Linked DNA regions of Mus musculus: all the other regions are linked to region 2. A link is a contact called in public Hi-C data. All regions are on one chromosome and are shown on one strand. The core of a region is the stretch at or near the end of the contact, and the rest is flanking DNA. Distances in the headings are between cores, read along the strand shown.

What was found. A called contact is a pair of places that touch in the nucleus more often than the background predicts.
Region 1: a contact with region 2 is called in a Hi-C map of cerebellar granule neurons, with 2.1 times the contacts expected there. The contact joins two enhancer-like sites. A contact is called at or near these places in 2 of 484 Hi-C or Micro-C datasets (cerebellar granule neurons and cerebellum).
Region 3: a contact with region 2 is called in a Hi-C map of cerebellar granule neurons, with 2.6 times the contacts expected there. The contact joins two enhancer-like sites. A contact is called at or near these places in 7 of 484 Hi-C or Micro-C datasets (the AML12 cell line, brain, cerebellar granule neurons and 2 more) and 4 of 115 datasets of contacts at active chromatin or transcription factors (VIP interneurons, embryonic forebrain, embryonic hindbrain and 1 more).

The regions. Positions count from the first base shown.
Region 1 is chr9:28,335,576-28,338,275 of GRCm38.p6, forward strand. The region is part of intron 1 of Opcml (opioid binding protein/cell adhesion molecule-like); the gene reads left to right. Among named protein-coding and RNA genes, the nearest start is that of Gm39313, 59 kb to the right of the region's middle. Within about 2 kb of position 1,411, at least 36 of the 459 cell types and tissues checked have an H3K27ac peak or open chromatin away from gene starts, as enhancers often do. A contact at or near this core is called in cerebellar granule neurons, where this site is marked.
Region 2 is chr9:28,680,036-28,682,735 of GRCm38.p6, forward strand. The region is part of intron 3 of Opcml (opioid binding protein/cell adhesion molecule-like); the gene reads left to right. Among named protein-coding and RNA genes, the nearest start is that of Gm39313, 290 kb to the left of the region's middle. Within about 2 kb of position 1,401, at least 7 of the 459 cell types and tissues checked have an H3K27ac peak or open chromatin away from gene starts, as enhancers often do. A contact at or near this core is called in cerebellar granule neurons, where this site is marked.
Region 3 is chr9:28,404,688-28,407,387 of GRCm38.p6, forward strand. All of the region lies in intron 2 of Opcml (opioid binding protein/cell adhesion molecule-like), which reads left to right. Among named protein-coding and RNA genes, the nearest start is that of Gm39313, 9.8 kb to the left of the region's middle. Within about 2 kb of position 1,359, at least 6 of the 459 cell types and tissues checked have an H3K27ac peak or open chromatin away from gene starts, as enhancers often do. A contact at or near this core is called in cerebellar granule neurons, where this site is marked.

The DNA.
Region 1 (2,700 bases), core at 161-2,660, 340 kb before region 2:
TGAAGAGGTTTACTTGTTTGGGTGCAGGGCTTGAGGGGGTTCGGTCCTTGGGTGCTCAGCCACGTGGGCTTGCGCAGGGCTTGAGGGGGTTCGGTCCTTGGGTGCTCAGCTACGTGGGCTTGCGCAGAACATCCTGGCCATGGGATCAGGTGATGGGGAAGATTATGCGCTCTTGACAGATCAGTAGCAGACAGAGAGGGAACCAAATATACCCATCAAAGACAACTCTAGATACTTATTTTCTTCAGCTCTGCCCACTGCCCAAAGATCCCCCACATCTTCCACACAGAGCACCTGGCTGGGGACCAACTTCAATACAAAGGCCCACAGGGTATGTTTTATACTCAAGCTTTAATACTCTGTCTGATGGTAGCCCTAAGGTAATTGGCTGAGTTTGCCCCTCCCTGCCCACCCTGCCATGGCGCTCAGCCTCATCCCTGTCCAGAAGCAGCAATGCAGACTGACCATGGACTGAAACCTCTGAGCAGATGAGACAAGAGAAACCTCACTTGTAAGTTACTCCATCAGGCATTTTGTCACAGCAATGAAAAGTCTGGCACCGGCATTGCAATAATAGCATTCTATTCCTAAGGCAGTTCATTAAATGATGCAAAGTGGCAGTATCCAGAGGGCCCTGGACAATCCATGGTTGCTGATATGAAAAGCTCTTCAAATAGCATTCTTGTTTACTTTGATTACACACTAATGGTGTTCACCTGATTATGAACATCTTGCAGACAGAGGTGATGCTGCCCTCATCATGCCAGCACCAAGTCCAAGCCCTGGATTTGGAAGCAGCTTCAACACTTTTAATGTACACTGTATTGAAAGGGCATTGGGCTCACAGGTTACCTCCCAGTCCCCAGACATTCATTTCAACCAGCCCAGACTGCAAACACAGCTTTATACTTGAAAATCCATATCTGGGTCTTTAACCATCAGTGCCCAAAGCAGTTGCTTGTATGTGGGATGGCTGTGTTAAAACAGATCATGTGCACACTTCCCTAGCTGAACTAGGAAAGCTGAGTACTGCCTTGGAGGCAGCTCCTGTCTCTCCCAGCTCCTCCCCTTCTTCTCTTAACTCCTCCTCCGTGCACTCACACTGACCTGGTAGATTCCCAGTCTTTTGGAAGGGCTTGTATTAAAAGTTTCATTAGAGAATCACGCCAGGGGTTTTAAACAGCAGCGATCTAGCTGTAAAGGCTTGGAAGCAGTCCCCGAGTGTGCACCAGGAGTGGGCTGATGGCGGCAGTGCCAGCCACTGCAGCGCACTGGGACTCCCGCCCTGAATCTTATTTACATTGGGACTAACAATAGCTCTGCAGCCTGGCTATAAATAATTTCTGGGGAAGAGTTGTCTAATTAAACGTGCAGCAGTAAGGAAAGTGCTTTAACCACAAGGCTGGTGTCCTAATGAACGTAATCACTGTATGGGGACAGCTTAGGAATCACATCCAGACACCTCCCTGTGGAGGTAGGGAGGTAGAGGGGAAATTCGTAGGAAGAATTTCCAATCAATATTTAATTGTGCATTGTGTTAAACTAGTTTAGGGTCCTCTTTCTCCTTCTCTTTCCTCATATCAAGAGGTAAAAGGGATTTGAAAATGTAGCTTTGTAGCATGGCTTGAGCCTCAGATTCCAGTGAGACAATTGTCTCCAAGTTTTCAATGCATGGCAATTACTAGGATACACAAAAAAATATTAATTAGTAAGTGGCTTGTAAATTCTGATGGGTCCTGCCTTTAAAGAAAAAGAAGTGGGGAGTCGAATTGAAGTTTTATTCTGTCTCTGACCATGTCTGCTCCGGACTTGGTGCCCTTTAGGGCCAGGCAGTGTCCTGTGTCCTTTGGTTTCTCCAGGTCAAGCATTGGGAAGATATGACTATTCCCCCTGGATGAAGGCAATCAACTGTCATCAGTGCAGGGACAGCAGGCTTCTGCTGATATCCGAGCTACTATGAGCAGATCAGCAAGGAAGCCCAGTTCAGCCATACCTGATTCTGCTTCAGTGGAAACAACACTGTGAATTAGCTTGAGGGAAAAGTCTGTAGGATACAGGGTGGTAGTCTTTCCTTGTTATTTACAACACAGTTCTAAGGATAAAGAGGGGACCATGTGAGAAAGAATACCGTGTCATCAGGCTAATGTTTTTAAGTAATATAGGAACCATATATACAAACATCTGCAAGGACATAGTTAGAATATGTATATACAGATATTAGGTAGTTTGATGCCTTTGTGTGTGTGTGTGTGTGTGTGTGTGTGTGTGTATGAGTGAGTTTGCGAGCAAATTTGAGCACACACATGCCTTGGATATAGACTAGCTATTGCATATTGCTATGGTAACCTGCATGCTCTTGAAGACTAGTTTAAAGCATGGAAAGAGAGTATACATGTGTAGAGGTACCCCAGGCCAAGCTGCATAGAAACAGCAGGCCAACACTCACTCCATATACCCCCTGACAGTCAGAGATATAGGCATTAAGTGTGGGCACCTGTGATGAATCAAATTCACCACTGGATGTCAACGTTGCTCTAGCTAATTAGAAGACCTGCAGAAATCCTATTCTCTCTTATACTGGGGGTAGGTTTAATCTATGGAATAAATGTACCAGGGAGGAGGAGGTAAAAGCATCAACCTTCTGAAAGAGTCCACAAAGCAGAATCGGGGAACCAAATTTGGCATTTCTTCTTTCAGCCA
Region 2 (2,700 bases), core at 151-2,650:
ATCCTATGTAAGTACTGAAAACCCCTTCTCCTTTGGGAATCCAAGATCTAATTGCCATCCTAATCTTCATTAACTCTCCATGTTCTGAAACCTCACCAGATCTATGAGTACTGGTGGTCTGGGGTGTTGCTATTTGTTAGAAATGGATGCAGAAGGGAAATTGTGTCTATCTTTGCTTGAGGAGTGTTGATACTCTCAGCCTTTCTCTGGGCTGGCTTAGAAATCTGGGGCCTGTAAGGCAAGGTTCTCTCCTGGACTGAGTGTTTTTTTACAAAGCCTAGATTTGTTCAGAGGCTCAGAAATGATTCATCTTAAGATGAAATAGGCTCAACATGCTAGAAAACATGTTAGGCAAGCATGAGAATATGAGTTCGGATCCCAGCAGGGACATAAAAATGCATGCATGTAATCATTGCACTGGAGAGGAGAAGGGGGGGTGCCTGGAGCTTAATGGCCAGTCCTTGCTGAGTCAGCACTCTCCAGATTCAGTAAAATGTTCTGTCTCAAAAGATAAAGTAGAGAAAATTGAGGAGGATATTGAGGCCTCCATACACATGTATATATCAATATATGTGCATTCACATGCACCAAATCCCCAACACCCCTACACATACATACACCTACATGAAGCAGAGATAGAGAGAAATATGAAATATGAAATATGAAATTCATACATAGGGGACTTCACAAAAGGCTTCTGTAATTTTTATATATACAAATGGCTTTGGGTATTTTAATGTGGATCCTGTTTTGGGGAGACAAGCTGTTATCTGAAAGGAAATCTAGTTTTCTGCCCACTCCATTCTTATTGGGCCCCTGTTAGCTCGGGCACTGGCCACATTATGCACTAACCGTGTCTCAATTGATCTTTGCATCTACTTGACAAACTATGCATCATCTTCGTATCTTACAAATAAAGAAACCAAGGCTTAGATTGAAACTGTGCTAGACGATAGAGCTAGTAAGTGTTTTAAATTCCCTTCGCTGCATTTATTCATTTGGGTTAAGCTTTTGGCACTGGAGAGAAAGCTATCAAAATACAAATAGTCAACAAGGCACTTTGCATGCATTATCTCTTTTGATTATTCTTTACAAAATCCCTGGAAGACAGAGCAGAAAGTCACCACTCTATAAAGCAAGAAATGGAGATCCAGGGAGTCAGGAGTGCTTTGAATGAATTAGGCTGGCAGGGAAGTGGCTACGAACCTCTTAATGAATGTATTTTTTTGCTATGTAACCCCCAGAATTGTGTCCCTCTGCCACACTGCTAATTCGGAGTGAAGTGAATGGGCAGGAAAATGCTGCCCTTTAAGAGAAAGACAAGTTCTAAAGAAGCTAAGAAGAAATGCAGATGCTGATGAGAAATTTCTGGGCTGGGAGCTACAGGCACCTGGGAGGAGGGTTTACAGCAGGATGATGCAGACAGAGCCACATGGTGCACAAGATTTTTCAGAGACAAAACCACTTCCAACTCTTCTTTGTACCAAATCTTTTCTCTGTGATTTCCCCCTCTCCTCCCAAATATTACCAAGTCATTTGAATTAACGTGTATAATTATGAGCTTAAAGAAAAGCAAGCAGTCAACCTGAAATACATTTAATTTATTCAGCCTCTATTTTAAATTATAATCACACTTGTTCTTCACAGAAGCAAGGTGGAAAAGTAGAAAAGAACAAGCCTGGGCATGAGAAAATGTACTCCCTAGCCTAAGCTTGGCTCCTGAGTCTTTAGGACATTGCCTTCCAGGTTTCTTATCCTGGGATGAACAGCATGCAGTAAAACTGATTTTCTGTGTGCAGCACGCGCACTTTAATCCTCTCTGTAGGGGCTGGTGAGATGGCTCAGTGAGTAAAAGCGCCTGCTGCCAGGCGTGATGACCCTACATGTTGCAGGGAGAGAGAACTGATTTCTCACAAATTGTCATTTGTTGTCCACACTAATGTGCCATGGCCTACTCCATACACAAGTATACACAGACACACAAACATGAAGAAATAAACAAAGTAGTTAATAAAATCCTCTGTGCACACTTGTCCATGCGTCTCTCTCTTCCTTACTTTCATGCTTCCCCCTTCCTGTCCCCCTTCCTCTCTCCATGTGCTCTTATATCCCATTTTGACACATGGTTCTGAGCCAGGAACTATAAGCAGCATCTATGCATCTGTGCCCATGAATCACACAAGATAATGGATCCCTACCACAAAACACTTCCCTGGTTTTGACATGGAGGTGAGGGTGGACTGGACTCAAATGCTCCTTTCTGATAATTCTATCTTATGATTCTTTAGTAAAATTTCTCAACGGAAGGTTATTTTTTTTTCTTGGATTGTCTGTCTCTTTTAATTTTACCCACTGATGGGGCAATCAGAAAGTTTGCTCACAAACCTTTGTTGGTTTATAGTTTATTTGGACAAAGAATTTAGGGATCCCTTGATAGCATCATTAGTGGGGACACTGAGTATTATCCATCATTTTCATTGGAAAAGTTTTTGTTTTTGTTTTTAAATCTCTCTTTCCTGGTTCCTCTCTGAAAAAAACACATAAAATTGTTTTATTTGTGCTTATATATGTACATATGTATGTATGTATGTAGGTATATATTTATGTATGTCTTTGTATCTATCTATCTATCTATCTATCTATCTATCTATCTATCTATCTATCATCTATCTATCTATCTATCTTCTATCATTTATTTAT
Region 3 (2,700 bases), core at 109-2,608, 280 kb before region 2:
AGTTTCACACCCGGACGAGACACTGCGTAGTTAACTAAATACCCTTGGATTTTTCTTCCAGGCCAGGAGGATGTGATGACACAGGATCGCCCTCAGCTAACCATCTGTGATGGCAGCGTGTGTTGGGGCTATTTCACAATTGAAGGCTTTAGATTTCCTGTGCCAGGGCACGACTTTTTATGAGTCTTAGGAAGACACAGCCCCTCAGTCTAACCCTGTGCGGTGCACTTGGGCCCTGATGCAAATTATGAGGCCTTTGTGTTTTTATGGGCTGGGACCAAGAAGAGCAAGCATGTAGCTTTTATGCACCGACATCATTCCTGTGTGAGAAGCACAATAGGGAAGCTTTTTGTTTTAGCTTAATGAGTTACAGAGAATCACTTCCATGCTCCAGGCAGAGGGGTGGAGATGCTTGGAATATGAACCTTTGGGGACTGGGCCTGCTGCAGCAGAGACTTTAATAAAAATGCAGCCACCACTTTCCACGAGCTCAGCAGATATCATCTTTTATCCCTTTAATGAGGCAGTTCTGGTCCTAGGAGACAGATTCAGGGACATCCCAGCTTAAGTATGTCTCAGTGTACACAGGGTGAATGTGTTTGCCCTGCCTATGACTTTGATGGTTATAGTGAAAATAAAATATTCTGACCCAGATTCTGCAGCCAGAATGCCTGGCTTCTACAAGGAGATATTGAGGGTGGGATTTCCTTCTTCCTGTTCTCTGTGCTTTTCCTTGTGGAGTCCTTCCAACACACACAGATATCTCCCAGAGGAAGAAATCTTTTCACATGAACCCTAGGGTTAAATTTGGATCCCTTCTGCCTTGGGAGGTTCGTAGGTAAATCATCTTTTCAGCTAGTGAAAGATCCCAAAGTCCTGTCTTCTTGACCTGCATGGTCCTAAAGACAGCATGAGTTACAAGTGCTTCTCATCTTTTGAGCACCCCTTAGCTTGTAGTGGATGAGAGTGCCTTATCCTTATTGTGTTGCTTCAAGGAAAGTTCCAGGTCTGCTCTTTGAGGTATGATTTGTGGGACTTCACTTTTGCAGGGGACTGGTGGTTCAAAGGTGCCAAAAGCATCTAACCGCAGTGTATGTGAACCCAGGAAATGTGGATAGTAGTAGTAGTGGCAAAAGAGTTTCAACACTGCCAAATACCTCTTGTTCTTTCAGTCTTTTGTTAGAGGCAATGAATTGTTTCATAAACAAGGGGGATATCACTAATAAATTTACAAATTCTGCTGTCCTCCTCCTTCCTGTCCCTGAAAATTAAATAAAAAACTTAGAAACTTGAGCTTCTGCCTTCTGGGTGCAGTAAGACAGTTCTACCAGCAGAGGGCGAGCTTCAAGCTTCAATCTCTCTCTCTCTCTCTCTCTCTCTCTCTCTCTCTCTCTTATTAGCTACTGGCCTGTTTTCATGATCTTCAATTCTAATGTTTAACAGCTGGGCTTGGTAATGGGAAAGGGGAATAAAAAAGGAAAAGCTGAATGGTTGCTTTTCATGCTTTGTGGAAACAACAATGTGTATGTTCAACTATGACTGCTGCTGCTTACCTGACCGTTGTGGTAGCTGACTTTTAAAAGTCAGCACAAGCCATGTTGATTTTGTCTCTCTTCTCTCTTCTGCCCCTTTCCCCTGCTATAGACAAACCTATCCCTGTGCCCACCTATTACTCTCTGGATCTCCTCTACAGATTTTACCTCGTGTAATCTTCTCTTCCATTGCTCTAATCTTACAAGGTGCCTCCACCGGACACTCTTTTCTTGTTACCTATGGTCTCCTTCACTTCTTCCCACCATCATTAATTCTTACTATTCTCTATGCTAAAATAGCTTGCTACTACCTCAACATTTCTTGAAAGAACATAAACAGTCCATGCAGATTTCTGCAGCTCAGCTTTCAACCTCTCTCTTTTTCCTTGTCTACTAATCTGTTCTATGAGCTGTGTTCCTTTCTTATCAGTAAGACGAGGTACTCAGTTGTTTCACTGAGAGGCCATGTTCTCAGTAAGGGGAAACCCACAGTCTTGGCCTCAGGGAAATCTATCATATGGTTTTTGGTAGTATTTTTGTTTTCTAAAACTTACAATTCATTTTACCTCTTCATTTTTTGCAATACTGGGGATCAAACTCAAGGCCTTATGCATGCTAGATAAGAGTAGTGCTATAGCCTTATAGATTTTCCTATAGCCTTATAGCTCTATGTAAAATGACTTTTATGACTCCTTGAAAGAGTTCATTAGGGGTTTATTTCTTGGGAAGTTAGTGTTCCGAATGTATCAACGAGTTAAATGATACACCTATCAGAATTAGTAAACCCCCTTGAAGGTGTCTGTTCCAGGTCACATGACCTCTTAGTTCCTAAATCCTGAACAAAGTCAGGCAAGGAGCAGAGACCAGAAGGTAAAGCCAAGATATCCTAAGCTTGTGTACACACTCAATTCCCTGTGAAAATTTCCCCAGCTCAGAGAGGACAATTGCTTCCTGTGGGAGATCAGTTTTGTTTTGACAGGCCCTTGATTGTGCTGAGAGACCTTAGGAAGTGACGTGCTACAGCATGCTACAGAAGACTGAAGTTTTCAGTATAGATAAAAACTCATTTTATATAAATGAGGCCATATTATCATCCCTGTAACTATTCATAGGGCTGCTTGGAAAGTAAAAATAATTATTTTAATACTGAGTTATTTTGCCTTTTCGA